Regions from separate parts of the Mus musculus genome. Here region 1 is linked to region 2. A link is a contact called in public promoter capture Hi-C data. All regions are on one chromosome and are shown on one strand. The core of a region is the stretch at or near the end of the contact, and the rest is flanking DNA. Distances in the headings are between cores, read along the strand shown.

Region 1 (7,420 bases), core at 816-3,315, 950 kb after region 2:
GCACAGCAAGCACTTTACCTACTGCATCAGGGACACAGTTCCCAGAGTTGTTCTTATAGGGTTATCCGAACTCTACAAACCAAGGGAGCATTGTTTACAGAGACTAGGATGTAAATAGGGCTCCTTTGATACTGTACCCTATGAACATTCACAGCAACTTAACCTTTCACTCTTTTATTAGACATTTAATAACAGTCTAGCATTTCGTGTTCTCTTAGCAAAGTGAATTTTTCTACAGACAGGATGTGAAATTTTCTTTGAAAAAAATCCATCACCAGGTAAGCAGAAAAATATTTGTTCACTCCATCTCCATCACACTGAAAAAGGAGGCAGGAGAGAGTGCTCGGAAAGGAAGCCACAGCAGCCTCTCCTCAGAATTATGGAGCCTGTGTAAAGTGACAATGCACACAAAGGAAGAAAGCATGTTGCCATTTAACTGCAGCATAATGAAGTCAGGTCATGCTGTACTACCCAGTAGTTAATATGAAGAAAGCTGCATGTGTTCAAGGGTAGCCATGTTGGCTCCATATAGTGAACATATTAGGCTATTTCTGACCACACTGGGCTTTAAGCAGTCTAGGAAATATGGTAACTTTCTGGAGTTAGTTTCCTCATCTGTCACATTAAGAGGGTGAGTAAATATTGTTCCCTCCCCTTTGTGTCACAGGAACATCTACAAGAGGGAGGAAAGCAGACAGAACGCCCTATGAAAGCATGTTAAATAACAACTGGAGAGTGGATGCTTGAATATGGATAAAGCCAGGAACAACTGTGACTATAACTCAAGCTGCTTGGGACTCCTTGATTTTGGCTGTGTGTGTGTGTGTGTGTGTGTGTGTGCATGCGAGCAATCCTCCTGTTTCAGGTTCCTGTGGGTTAGGATTACCAAACATATACCAGCACACTTAGCAAAATCTATGTTTACAATGACTTACAATTCAGTAAAATTGAACTGAAGCTGTTTCATGGAACAAAAATGGTGCTCAGCCCAATCTGCCAAGCTGAGTTTCTGTCTCGGCATCAATCAGCCTGTACTGCTATAACAAAATGCCACAGATGTGGTGGTTGAATTAAAGTGTAAGAGCAAGGAATCAGCAAGGCAAGTTTCTGTAAGGTTTATCTCCTAGGATGAAAGACAGATGGGCACTACTATGATCCTGCTGTGTCTTTAGATGGCCTCCTCTCTGTATAGATACTTTTTGGGTTCTTCCAATTTTTTAAGGACATTAGTCCTGCTGAGATAAGGATCTACCCAAATAACTCCATTTAACTTTATGGCTCATGCCATAAAGGTGCATGTCCTACCCTCAACCGCCATAACTTTAGGGTTGGGGCTTCACCATAGGAATTTAATGGGAACCAATTCAGTCTTTACCAGGATTCCAACTGTCTGTGTTGGGCAGCAATGATAAAGCAATTTTCTCTGAATGCTTCACTTTCCACATCACGTGAAATTCTAAAGCTTGTACAATGTGTAGACCTGAATTAAGTGAACTTAGTGTTTTCTCCATATATTGGTCCAATGTTCAAACAACCTGAAGGAAACAAATATTGTCAGTGTTCTTGAAATGAAATGCTAGCTTCTGTCAGGAAGCCATCCGAAGACTTTGGTCCTGGAAAGAGGGAGGAACATTACTGGGTAAAGATGTGTATTTCACCCTCATCTCCCAGTTCGTATCAGACCACCAAGTGAATGGGATACAGAGAATGTCCTCAGAGTTCAAAACTAGGGGCTTTCATCAAAGTGTCAAAGAGCAGGGCAGTGCGTTTCCCTTGGGAGCTTATTCAATGGCAAATAAGTCCTTGAGAGAGGAGCTCCCTGGGAAAAAGGCAGTCTCCACAGCACACTCCCCATTCTTGCTCTTAACCTGCCAGTCTAAGCACAGCTTTGATCCTCAACCCCACATTAGAGGATCATCTTGCAAATGAAAAGAAGCCTGACACATTTCAGTCCAGTCACACTTTGAATAATTTCATTGAGTTCTGAGCACCTCCAAGGTACACTGTAGGAGAAAGACACAGTGCTTTCACTTCCCCCTTGGTAACTTTGGCCCAGAGTAAACTTATCCCCTTTTCTTCCTCCATGGACTCTGCTAGATTAAAAGGGAAGTATGTGGTTTTGCTGTCCTTTGGCTATGCTTCTCCTGCCATGCATTGTTTTTTAAGCTATTTCACACACACACACACACACACACACACACACACACACACACGGGATTTGAGGTCTTGTGGATTATAGAAGGCCAGGCTGTGACTAATACTCTCCTTCCATTACAGAGCAACTCTGAGGGGAGCCACCTGGACCAAAGAAGGGGACCACATGAAGTAATCTTTCACACTTAGAATTTACAGTTCAGGAGAACCCAGCTTCACTTACAAATGTTCCATCCAAAACCTACTAACAACCCTAAAATTAGGATCTACTACTTAATAGTTCCATGCTGCGAATGAGACAATGAACCAAGGCTTAAAATCTCCTCTATTACCTGGATATTTTCACACTGATGTGTCTATTTAGTGCTATTTCAGAGGGAGTAAATTAGTTACAGAAACAAATACTTGAAACTATAATTTTCCACAGTTGTCAGCATGGTCTGACTTAAAATGTTTGCTTTCCGGAATATATAATTCTTGTAACAATGAGAAGATTCACAGACCCCTCCTGTAGTTAGGGTTGTATTTAAAATTAAGATTCTGACTAGGCGTGAGAAGTGGACTCAGCTTACAAATGAGGTTTCTCTCAAATGTGACACAATGGATAAGACACCAAGCAGTTATAAGAATGCTTGGAGGGGTGTTTGGAAGGGTTATCAAGCATGAGAGAGTAAAAAAGACACCAAAGACAATGGCAGGGACATGATGTTGGAATTTAATATGACAGATACCAATCCCACTTCCCTATCCACAGAATCGAAATTCCATCCAGAAAGTAATGTGTTATAATGTATAGCTAAAACAATTTTCCTTCCTGTATTTACAGACATCTAGGCGAATGGGGCATATAACAGATTTCCAGCCAATGGTTGTATGCTGCGCATCTCTGGGAAAGATATACACATTCATCTTCGTACTCGCCTCTCCCCCTCCTTCCCTCACAGAAAGTAGACATCGCACCTGGCATCTGGGCAACAATTTTACAACTATGAGGCAGTAAGCCAGAGGACAGAGAATAAGAAGAGGGAAAATGAAATACCAGAAGAATTTGGAACCCTGGCAATAGTGTAGAGACAGTCCTGGACTGGCCATGTCCCAGGTTTCTTAGGTGCACTGTCAGGATCTATTACATACAGTCAAGTGCACATACGTGATTCAACGATACCCAATGACAGTAAGATTGAAAAGGAGGAGGATGACTCAGTGAAAAGTGAGGGGCAAAGATGAAGTGAAATGGCAAGTGACACAAATCTTACACAGATCATGCGATGGGCCTGAAACACTAATTCCTTCCTGAAGAAAAGACAGATGTGCAGAATTTAAAGAATAAAATTGCCATTAAGTTCAAACACAAAGAGACCCAGTGCTTCAATTGGCTGTATAAAATGTGACTCTGTCCCGCGCTGTGATTGCTAGTTTGAAAGTCCATGCTTAGGCGTTAAAACTGGACATTTTATATCCTACAGGGAAGAGAATGGAACAGATTTAGAATCAATTTACTATTTCTCTTGTAATCCATTTGGAGGAGTTCCCACTGAGAACTCATATGCCTCACTCTCATCATGGCTCTATCTGGAAGACCTGAGAAGAAAGTTAAGTAGAAACACTGGATAGCTGGTTTTAAGTATTGCACATGCTACTTAGAAACAAAACCACACTACAGCAATCTAGGAGCACACGGGCAATAATCCATGGGAAGTGCTGGACTAATCAATACGTCAAATGCACAAGTAACCATATAAATAAGTGAAATTGATGCTTTGGGCTTGCAAATCAGTGATGACGCAAGTGTCCCCTCAAAGTAAAAATGTGTCCCCTTTTATAAGAGAAATGTCCACATAGAACTACATGGTTCATAGTCCAAACATTTAGTCCAGTCTTGAAGTCTTCTGTCGAGAAGTCTTTCACTTCATGCTCATTATGGTGGGCACTACTGAATCTGGTGCAGACTGATAAAGAAACATAACAACAGGCTTGAGAACAAAGGCAAGAAATGAGATGGCCATGAGTAGACCACCTATTAGGGCCTGCTTGTAGCTTTCACTGCATCCAACTTTAATTTTCTTTTCTCTGAATGCAATATCTTCAATATGATTCCGTAACATCATAGCAAAATTTTAGGAACCAATATCTAACAGTAGCATGCGAATACCCCTTTGTCTTTTGGACTCAAAGCTTCATGTGTACTCCAAAATTACGAATATCAACCTTGAGTAAATGTGCCAATGTTTCCTGTGTTCCATGTCTTTGTATAATTCATGTCATTTACACCCTCCCACATACCCCAAAAGCAGTTAATAAATTTATTAAGAAACACAGCTTTGAACTCATAAGAGGTTAAAGCTATAAAATGACTACTAGTTTATGGTTTTTGCCTTTTAAAAAAGTTTCACCCTTTTCCCCCTCGTTTCAAATTCAAATAAGGCTTTCTTTTTTTTTCTTTTTTTCTTTTCTTTTCTTTTTCTGCCTTCAGTGCAAGTTTTTTCATTAGGATCATAATGTATCACTTGGTTATTTCTTTAAAAATGATATAATTATTGATCTTCTCAAAATAATGCCCATCTTATTGCTAATTAAACATGATGGATTCAGGGTCCTGGTTTGCCATCTGGGCCATGTGTCTCAGAACATCCTTTTTTGTGATGATCCCAAGAAGTCTCCTGGAGTAAAAACAAAACAGAAAAAAGAAGTTAGCCTAACCGAAGGTACAGGCAATGTTTCCTAGCTTCCTGAATAGTTAAACAATATAGAGTAAGCTCCAGCCAATTGCCCATGTAATAGGTAGCTCTCTCAGGTCTTCTGTGCAATTCTCTTCTGTTCCCCTCTCTTCACCTGGTATCTTGAGATGGGAGAAGCAGGGAAGGTCTTTGATGTATAGAAGACTGATTTATATCCCACTAGATCCAAAGACATAGGTCCTTCAATGACTCGTGAAGAGCCTGTACTTACATAAGATCTCTCTCTCTCTCTCTCTCTCTCTCTCTCTCTCTCTCTCTCTCTTTCTCTCTCTCTTTCCTTGCTTGTATGTTTTGAGACAGAGTTTCCCTATACAACCTATATTTGGAACTTGTAGTTCAGGTTAGACTCAAACTTTTGGTCTTCCTGCCTCAATATCCCAAGTGCTAGGAGTGTGTGTGTGTGTGTGTGTGTGTATCATTATCCCTAGCATCAAAAAGATTTCATTGCATTAGGCCACTGAGATTGCAAGCTTGTTTGTTACATAGGCAATCTATGAAACTACAGTGACTGATACAATGGTTTCAATTTTAAGATTGTAATCAATTTATAAAGGGTGGTTAAAGCTACTGTCACAACTTGACCACACTGTAGAAAGTCCAAATATAAGGTATTTTCTTAGTATAAGAAATGAAGTCAGACATTATAGTATATTCCCATTAATACTAGCACAAAGTGAGCAAATGCAAGAGGAGCATCATATGTCTGGGTTAGCCCGACTTACATAAGCAGCACCAGGCAAGTCTGAGATACAAAGTAAGACTGCATCAACAAACCCAAAATACTCTACTCTTAATTTTATGTTACTGGATATGTAAAATAAAACATAAACTTCTGACCAAATATACATACCATCCCCTCTTCCAAATTTCTATCATTTTCAACTTATACAGAGTGTCAGAGCGTCAGTTTCTTAGGGTCTGTGTCTGTATGTCCTCTCTCTCTCTCTCTCTCTCTCTCTGTGTGTGTGTGTGTGTGTGTGTGTAAATGTATATGTGTGGTATATGTACTTGTTTGTGCACTTATATGTCAAGGTCAGAGGTCAACTTATGAGTCTGCGTGCATTGTTAACTACCTTTTTTATTTTTACACACCCTTTCATTGAGCCTAGAACTCATTGATTCAGCTAGACTGGACTAGAGCCAATGAGCTTCAAGCAACACTCTTATTTTCTGATCCATGTACCTCCTAGTGCAGGTGTTGCAGATATGCAATACCACACACAGCTTTTCTGACAGTGTTGGAGATACCAACTCACAATTGCACAGCAAGCACTTTACCTACTGCATCAGGGACACAGTTCCCAGAGTTGTTCTTATAGGGTTATCCGAACTGTACAAACCAAGGGAGCATTGTTTACAGAGACTAGGATGTAAATAGGGCTCCTTTGATGATACTGTACCCCTATGAGCATTCACACCAACTTAACCTTTCACTCTTTTATTAGACATTTAATAACACTCTAGCATTTCGTGTTCTCTTAGCAAAGTGAATTTTTCTCAGAGTGCGACCCCCAGGAGCTTGTTAAAAACTCACTTTCTCAGACCTTACCCAAGACCTCAGAGCCCAGTCTGGAGTGGAAAACAGAAAATGGGTTTCACCTGGGGGTTTATCCTCTAGTGAGGGCATTCTAATGTATTTTCAAGTGTGAGAAAGTAAAGACTACCTCTACATTTCATGGGCAGTTGTGATCTATAGCCTCAGTTAGAATGAAGGAGAAACCTGTCCCACCAGTTAGGAGTTGTGCAGGTCAATGTGTACACTGAAAGCTTGTAGAATCTGTAGTCCTATGAAGCCAAATGAGTAAGATTCCTCACTTAGAAACTATAGTCAACCCAGGATCCTTCTACTATGACACTAGTGTGACACTTTTAAGCCAAATTTGTGGGTTTGTTGCAGGAAATGTGTTGTACAGTGTAGGACTTTTAGCAACACCGTCATCCCCTATCTACTATGCAACTATACCGCCACTTCCTTGGCTTGTGGCATCTAAAACTGTCCCCAGATCCAACAGAATGAAAACACCCTTGTTGAGGACTAATAGACACTGTCGTGTGTTGACTCTAGAATAGCAGATGCTGTTAAGACAGGTCAGCTTGAATTCTACAGAGGCCTGAACTGGGTTGGATATCAACATCGCTTACATCAGCCTCTGACATAGGGAGCACAGTGGATAGATGTCTATGGCTTCTAGCACCTCTCTCTATCCAATGTTTTGAGGATACGGAACGTGGGCCATCTCCTTGAACCTGAAGAATGGCCAGCAACCCAGGCATTATCATAGCAACTTGATATTCGTGTTGTTGATTTCCTGGCCTGTGACAACGCAAAGCAAAAGTTTCAGAGATAATGCCGTTAGACTATCAAATTCCTCAGTATACTGTTTCTGTTTGTGTAAAAAGGTGTTTTTTTTAATATACACTGTTGTATGAGGCAACTGTCTGAGAATAACAGAGATGTGGCATTTACTTTTGGGTAATAATATCCATGATAAAGTAGGTGAGCAAAGAAAAGTTGTTCTCAGCTAAAC
Region 2 (7,822 bases), core at 4,895-7,394:
CCTGCCTCTGCCTCCTGAGTGCTGGGATTAAAGGTATGTGCTACCACTGCCCTGTGGGGAGACCCACTTTTAATCCAGATCTTTTTCTCTGGTAAGTTCACTCCTTCATTGGCATTAGAGCCTACCTCTTTGGGATTCTGGTATATAGTGAAGACCAGCTGAGACATCCAGCCTCATGGACTGAACAACTTCGGGATTCTTGGACCTTCTGTTGGTAGACAATCACTGTTGGACTAGCTAGACCATAGCCTGTAAGCTAATAAGTCCCACATATATACATGTGTGTATGTATACATATATGTAATACATGTATATTTACTAATCCTATCAGTTCTGTTCCCCTAGAGCAGTGGTTCTCAACCTATGGATCACGACCCCTCTGGGGTTGAAAGGCCCTTTCACAGGGGTTACAACCACCAGAAAACTGAGATACTTACATTTTAATTCATAACAGAGCAAAGTTACAGTTATGAAGTAACGACGTAAATATTTTCATGGTTGTGGACGTCTATAACATGAGGAAGGGTATTAAAGGGTTACAGAATTAGGAAGACTGACTGATACACCAGCCCTCAGAACTATAGGCATGTGTCACCATATGGCTTAAAAGAAGAGAAATCAGGCAAATAAAATGGGAAAAGTGTGTGTTGTGTAAGTCTGATGACCCACGTTCCACTCTCAGAGCCCCTGAAAAGGTGGGAGAGAGAACTGACTCCATGGAGTTGTCTTCTGACTTCACATGCACATTGTGGCATGTACATACAGTTCTCCAACACACACACAAACACACATACACATATACACATACACACATTCACACACATATACACATTTACACACATATTCACACACGCATAAGTACATACACACACATATAAAATACATGCACATACATACACATATCCACACACATACAAAACACATGCATACATACATAGATACACACATATAGACACAAACATTCACACATACATACATACACACACACACATACAAACACATACACACACACTCACACACAGACACATACATAAACATACACAAAGAAAAAGGGATAGAGTTGAATATAATTTTTAAAATTTTTAATAAAAAGAGGAAATTTAGTAAAGCGACCCAGAGACAGTTCATGGAACACAGACTTGGGATTCTGTAGACTGCCTTACCCAGTGACACCAGGCTCTTATAGTTCTCCAATGTCACCTTCCTGTACAAATCTCTCTGTGTGTCACTCAGCCACTGCCATTCCTCTTGAGTGAAATTTACAGACACATCCTCAAATGTCAGCAAATTCTGAAATGATATAAATGTATTCTGGTTCAATTCCTCAAACAGGCCTAGGTTAAATAGTTAAAGCTGGGCATGGCAGCACATTCCTGTAATCCCAGCACTCGGGAGGCAGAGGTAGGATGCCCAGAGTTCCAGGTCAGTGTGGGCTGCATAGTGAGTTCAAAGCTCCATTGTAATGCCTTGTCTCAGACAAACAAGCAAATAACAACACAATAAAACACAACAGAAAAAAGTTAGCAGTAGCTAAACTCTCTATACATTGGTAGAAGCAAAAAACTCAACTTTTAAAGACAGCCATAGGCTGTCTTTAGTATGTGGCTCAGGGCTGTCTTGAATTCACAACCCTTCTGCCTCAGCTTTCCAAGAGCTAAGATTATGTGTCTATCTTTGTTTTCCTCTCCTCTCCCCTCCCCTCTCCTCTCCTGCCTCAGCCTCCCAAGTGCTAGACTTACAGATATGGCCACTCTAAACCATTCCGTTGCACTCAAGGTGCAAATACCACCCCACCCCACTACCACCACCACTATTCTAGCTGCCATAATGGCAGTTTCCAGCACCTGGTAACACAAGTGGCCAAACTCTGCCCTATAGGAAAAAAAAAAAAGTCCAAGATCAGGTCACAGAAATCACCAATTCCTGGGCTTGACCACAAAATCCCACCAATCCTAGGACACCCCAGAAAGCTCCAACAGCAACCACCAAGAAGCCCTACATAATGCTGGTCTCCTGCTCAGTTCTGTGCTGCTTCTCACTGGAGCAGAGGTGGCCACCCTCTGTATGTCTCCCAATAAATTTCTTGTGTGAGGTTTGTTGTGTGGTGTGAGTCTGGTATTTCTTGGCTCCTGATTATCAGGGTACCTTTCCCTTCAGAGCTGCAACACTTTCAGATATCACCAGCCAGTACCTTACATTCTAAAAAAATGCATGTCAAGTAATTGCCATGCTCACCTCGGTATTCTCTTACAGGAAGTATATAACTTCTGATAAACTGTCTACTGCCGGAGAAAAGACGCACCATAGTATATGATAAGTAACACTAAAATCAATAGTGTACAGCAACAGGGGATGCATACTAAATGCCAAAGAACTCCTCTTGAAAAAAAACAGGTACACTGGGGAAGGAAAAATGAGTACTATATAGAAAGTAATGGATACATATGATCATAGACACTTTAAAAAACAGATTTATTTAATTTATATGAGTACACTGTAGCTGTCTTCACACACACCAGAAGAGAGCATCAGATCCCATTACAGATGGTTGTAAACCACCATGTGGTTGCTGGGAATTAAACTCAGGACATCTGGAAGAGAGTTGGTGCTCTTAACTGCTGAGCCATCTCTCCAGCCCGATCATAGACACTTAAGAATTTATGGAGATTATGTGTAATTAATTAGTTGTATCCAAACAAATCAGCAAACCGGAGACTGTTAGGTTTAAACATACACCTGTAAGCAATAACATTAATGAAAATGTACTAGTTAAAAGATTGTCAGGCTTGACTTTCAAAACCCAATCAATTACAGTCTCTTTATAACAAACAATACTTTAAAATATAATCTTTATTGACAATAATTATTTTTAAAAGCTTACTTATGTGATTTATTTATGTGTATGAGTGTTTGTCTGCATGTATGTCTGTTTGTTATGTGTGTGCCTGTTGCCCATTGAGGCCAGAAAAGGGAATCAGATCCCCTAGAATCGACATTACAGATGTTTGTGGGTGCTGGGAATCAGACTCTGCTTTTGGAAGTACAGCCAGTCTTAGCATCTGTGTACGTGCGCGCGTGCGTGCGCGCGTGCGTGCGTGCGTGTGTGTGTGTGTGTGTGTGTGTGTGTGTGGTGTGTGCATTCATACACATATACATATACATGTTATATATGTTATCTCTCACACACACACACACACACACACACACACACACATTCTCTAAAACATAGATATACTTGAAAGGGGGAAAGGTAATCTTACCTATGAATATGCCACCCACCTCATAAATCTTCATAAAACCTACTTTAAACACAACCAGAGACCTGACTGTGGTGGTACTCTGCCTTTGGGAACAGCAATCTCTATTCTTTCCCTGCTGGTGTAATGCACATAAGCATATTAACATATAATTAAACCATCAGACACCAAATGCATGAAAAAAAAGACAATGTCTATTGTTATTTATCACAATGGGAAAAATCTTCAATTCTCACACATTTTGCATACCTGCATTTTGTTTCTGGGTATTATATATGCATTTTGAAATGTTTCCTTTTGACTCTATTTCATACTATTTATTTTAGTTATTGTAGAAATATTTTTGCAACGTTTTAAAAATATAGGCTCGGTGGCTGAAGAGATGGCTTGAAGTTAAGAGCACTGGCTGCTCTCACAGAGGTCCTGAGTCAATTCCCAGCAACCTCATGGTGACCCAGAACCATCTGTAATGGGATCTGATGCCCTCCTTTGGTTTGTATGAAAAGAGATCACTCATACACATAAAATAAACTAATACATCTTTAAAAAAAAAACCACAGGCTCAATGAGCTGGAGATATGGCTCAGTAGTTAAGAACACCGGCTGCTGTGGCAGTAGACACAGGTTCAGTTCCCAGCACCTACATGGCAGCTCACAATCATCTGTCACTCGTTCTAGGGGACCTGACACCCGTTACTGATCTTCTGTAGCACTGCATGCATGTGTTGTACATACATGCATGTACATACAAGCATGTGTTGTACATACATGCAAACAAACACCCATACTCATAAAATAAAATTAACATATATTTTAAAATACAGGCTCAAGTGTTTCCTCTTACTTCCAAGGTAGAGGTCGGAGGACTGGGAGTTCAAAATCAGGGTTAGCTGGAATGAGTTGAACCCCAGCCTGGGCTACGTAAGTCACCATGTCAATACATTCCCCATAACAATTTAATTAATTAGCGGGATTGCCCAGTATATCAGCTGTGCACTGCTACTAACAGATTATCTCTAAAAGAAGAAATTACTGTTCTCATAAACAATTACTCTTCAAAGCTCCCGACAGACTAAGAAAAACGCTGCCTGAGCCTAGATGCACTTTAGCCATCAAGGTTTGAGCTAGGTGGTCGTAGTGCACGCATCTGGGAGGCAGAGGCAGACAGATCTCTGTGAGTTCAAGGCCAGCTTGGTCTACAGATCGAGTTCCAGGACAGCCAGGGCTACATAGAAAAACCCTGTCTTGGAAAACAAAACAGCACCATCCCCAATTTGATACATCGGATTTCTGAAAATCATCTTGAACATGAGTTTCTGCCAAATGCCCAAACTCTGGACCCCCCAAAAGCCCTCCTATTTCCTTTCAAACCAGAGATTGTAGAGAAAAGCTACCACACACATCTACACCTCTAATACCCACAATATGAGCTTACATAATCCCACCAAAAAAAATGTATTTTTGCCTCTTAGAGTGAGTTCCTAAGAGCACTGAACCCACAGGCGAGGCTGAACTGCGTCCTTGCTGGCCGGGGGAAAGGGTGCTCTTAGCTTAGTCTTGGGGGACTAGCTCTTGTGTTGCAGTGGAGAACAAGAGCAAGTCACTGGAGAGAGGAGATTTTGTCAGGCAGCTGAATTTCTGAAATCAAAGTGGTTTAGCCTGACTGATAAATAAGGTGGCATTCCAGGGAAAAAGAAACGCTTCTTACCTTGGACATGGCGTTAAAGCTTCAAGAATGTATGGCTGTGTTTCTGGGAGCAGGGAGGTGTCCTAAGAAAGTAAAGTGGACAGAAACAGGAAACTGTAAGTTCCAGGTGTATCCTGCAGCCCCAGCATCACACCTCTGTCCTTCTCCTCCCTCCACAGACATGCATTTGAGGTATCCCTACATTTAACAATGCTTTTCCTATGTACTGTATAGTTCTGGGACTCAACATATATTTTATGTCTAAGTTATCTCTTTCACTTATGTCTGAGCAATTTAAGACTGGCATTATTAGATTAGAATCTTCCACCTTTCACACATGAAGGTTTACATCATTGAAGATACACAAGGCAATAGTTGAGAAAATAACTGTGCCAAACTGGAAACTAGACTGGAATTTATAGTGTATAGATGACGTTAAAAGGAAGTATATCTCCACCCTTTCCATAAGGATGAGATGTAGGCCATCAAGTGAAGCTACTTTGCACAGAGTGGGTAGCAAAGGGACCATGTGATCTAGAAGACAGTGGACCAGGATCAGGATACCCTACAAATGCCCCCCCCCGCCCTTCCCCCCCTATGATATCTCATACTGTCACATATTTTCCAGCACTGTCTGTCTCAAACAGTTACACTGTTTAGATGCAATGAAATAGCCCTATACACTGTTATTCGGGCCCATACATTGTCACAGGCTCCATCCCAGCTGGTAGCAAAAGTCTTGCTGTAATAATATCACATAGTCCCAAATGCAGCCTCAAAGCCCCTCATGGCGTCTTTATCCCCACATTCCACATTGTCACAGACCCCCCTTGTACCTGGTGGCATAGTCTTGTGTATTCACACACATCCTTATGGGATCTCACAGTCTCATACACCATCATAGGCCCTTCAACACTGTGACATGGTCTCATAGTGCTACACCTATTGTCCCAGCCTCTCACTCTATGTCATAGCCAGCATTCAGTCTCACAAACTGTCACAGGCCCTGACAGTACTCTTGGCACAGTCTCAAGCCTCAGGCCTTCACAATAAAGTGGCTTGGTCTCAACCCTGTCAGATAGGTTTCCAAACACATTCTCCCACATGCTGTCATATACAGTCAACACGCTGTCACAACCCCTCAGTTTCAAGCAGTATTCAGTCTCACAGCCACAGGCATCTCGTACACAAGGTGTGGTCTGACACTGCCACTCAGATCCCCACTCCAAAGTGCTCACATATAATACACCCTCCACTGTGCAGTCACCCACACTGTCACAGCCTTTCAGTCTTACACAGTGTATGCAGTACCAGACCCCCTCACACGGTGTGGGGTCTCACTGTCATATGAGTCTTCAGACACATTCTCCCACATGATCCCTTATATTGTCACAATCTGTCACACACAATGTCACAGCCTCGGTCTCACACAGTATTTAGTCTCACAGTCAGAAGTCCTTAATACACAGTGATCCAGTCTAACACTGTCACTCAGCTGATCCCTCCCCGGTACAATCACATACACTGTCACAGTCTTTTAGTCTCACAGAGTATTCAGTCACAGGCCCCCCTCATGCAAGTGGGTGGTCTCATACTGTCACACACATGATAACCACCTCAGTCTCACACAGTGTACAGGCTCAGCCACAGTCACTCACTCATGTTCCCACACACATCCCCTAGCGCTATCACACACTGGCACAAGCCTCTCTCTCTGTTTCATGTATCTCCATACTCACAGTCACAGGCTCCCCCCATTATGGGGTGCTGTCTTATAATGTCACATACATTGTCACCGCCTCAGTCTCACATAGTTGCAACCTTACAATCATAATAGGCCCCTCATATACGGTGGCGTGGTCTCGCACGGTCACTCTGCACCCACTACACTTTCTCCCACGCGGTACCTTGATCCTCACCGAGCGTCTCCTCAGTCCTCGTCACCTCTCACTCGGCGCCGAGGCAGATCTGGCCGGGGCCGGGGCTCGATCTCGCGGCGCCGGTAGAGCTCACAAAGGCGCGGCTGCGGAGCGACTCCGCGCAAGGGCCTCTGGGAGGTGGAGTACTGCGCTTGACTGGAGCGGCGTAAGGCATGCTGGGAACGCCTTTTAGGGCGCGGCTTTCGGGGGTCCTAGAATCTCCGCTGAATTCTGTCTCTTCCCTTCCGGTCGTCAGAACCAGAACTCACTCAGGCTGCGCAGGAGCTGCTTGCTCTCCTCGGTCTCTTAGACGAGGAGTCGGGGGTGGGGGTAGTTGTGGTGGTGGTGGTGGTGGTGGGGGGGCTGTGCTCGAGCACGCATGCGCAGTGCTAGCTGGCCGGTGCCCTGTCCAGAGCAGCGGATGAAAATTGGTCATCTCCTGGTTCAGGGCCCACGTTGCTGGGTTTCTTTCTCCCTTGTTTGTTTACCTTCTCTCTGCCTTACCTTTTCACGCATCATTCATTACTCGCCTTCTGTATGTCAGACTCTGAAATGGACACAACAATGAACCCCGCCTGACCAAAATCTTCATCTTTATGGAACCAACATAGACTGGGGAGGAAGTGCGCTAGGGCTGTAACCCAATGATAGAGCTCCTGCCTAGCTAGAATGCTTGAAGCCCTAGGTTAAGTCAGCCATTGGGGGGGGGGGGCTGCTAGAAAAAAAAAAGAAGTTGGGGGGCTATTTTGGATAATATTCTTTTTTTTTAATTAAATTTATTCTCTTTACAACCCAATATCAGCCCTTTCTCTCCTCTCAGTACTCCTTTCACGCAAGTCCGTTGCCCGCCCCCCAATTCCACCTTCCCCATTTTTGAGGAGAAACCACTTCTCTGGGTATGAATTCCCCGTCCCCCCCATCAAGTCACTGCTGGACTAGGCACATCTTCTCCCACTGAG

What was found. Promoter capture Hi-C pulls out the DNA fragments that hold promoters and counts their contacts.
Region 1: a promoter capture Hi-C map of pre-B cells shows a contact between it and region 2. The contact joins the enhancer-like site here to the promoter of Zfp583 in region 2. A contact is called at or near these places in 5 of 39 promoter capture datasets (cranial neural crest, hematopoietic stem and progenitor cells, maxillary cranial neural crest and 2 more), 1 of 115 datasets of contacts at active chromatin or transcription factors (neural tube) and 2 of 9 other capture datasets (adipose tissue and liver).

Annotation. Positions count from the first base shown.
Region 1 is chr7:7,279,461-7,286,880 of GRCm38.p6, forward strand. It overlaps Clcn4 (chloride channel, voltage-sensitive 4), which reads right to left. Exons shown (of 12, transcript NM_001357102.1): 12 at 2,849-4,814. The coding sequence ends at 4,724. Among named protein-coding and RNA genes, the nearest start is that of Gm45631, 12 kb to the right of the region's middle. Within about 2 kb of position 2,066, at least 43 of the 459 cell types and tissues checked have an H3K27ac peak or open chromatin away from gene starts, as enhancers often do. A contact at or near this core is called in pre-B cells, where this site is marked.
Region 2 is chr7:6,324,290-6,332,111 of GRCm38.p6, forward strand. Zfp583 (zinc finger protein 583) reads right to left here and starts at 6,145. Exons shown (of 5, transcript NM_001033249.3): 1 at 5,781-6,145; 2 at 4,966-5,027; 3 at 1,164-1,290. The coding sequence starts at 4,974.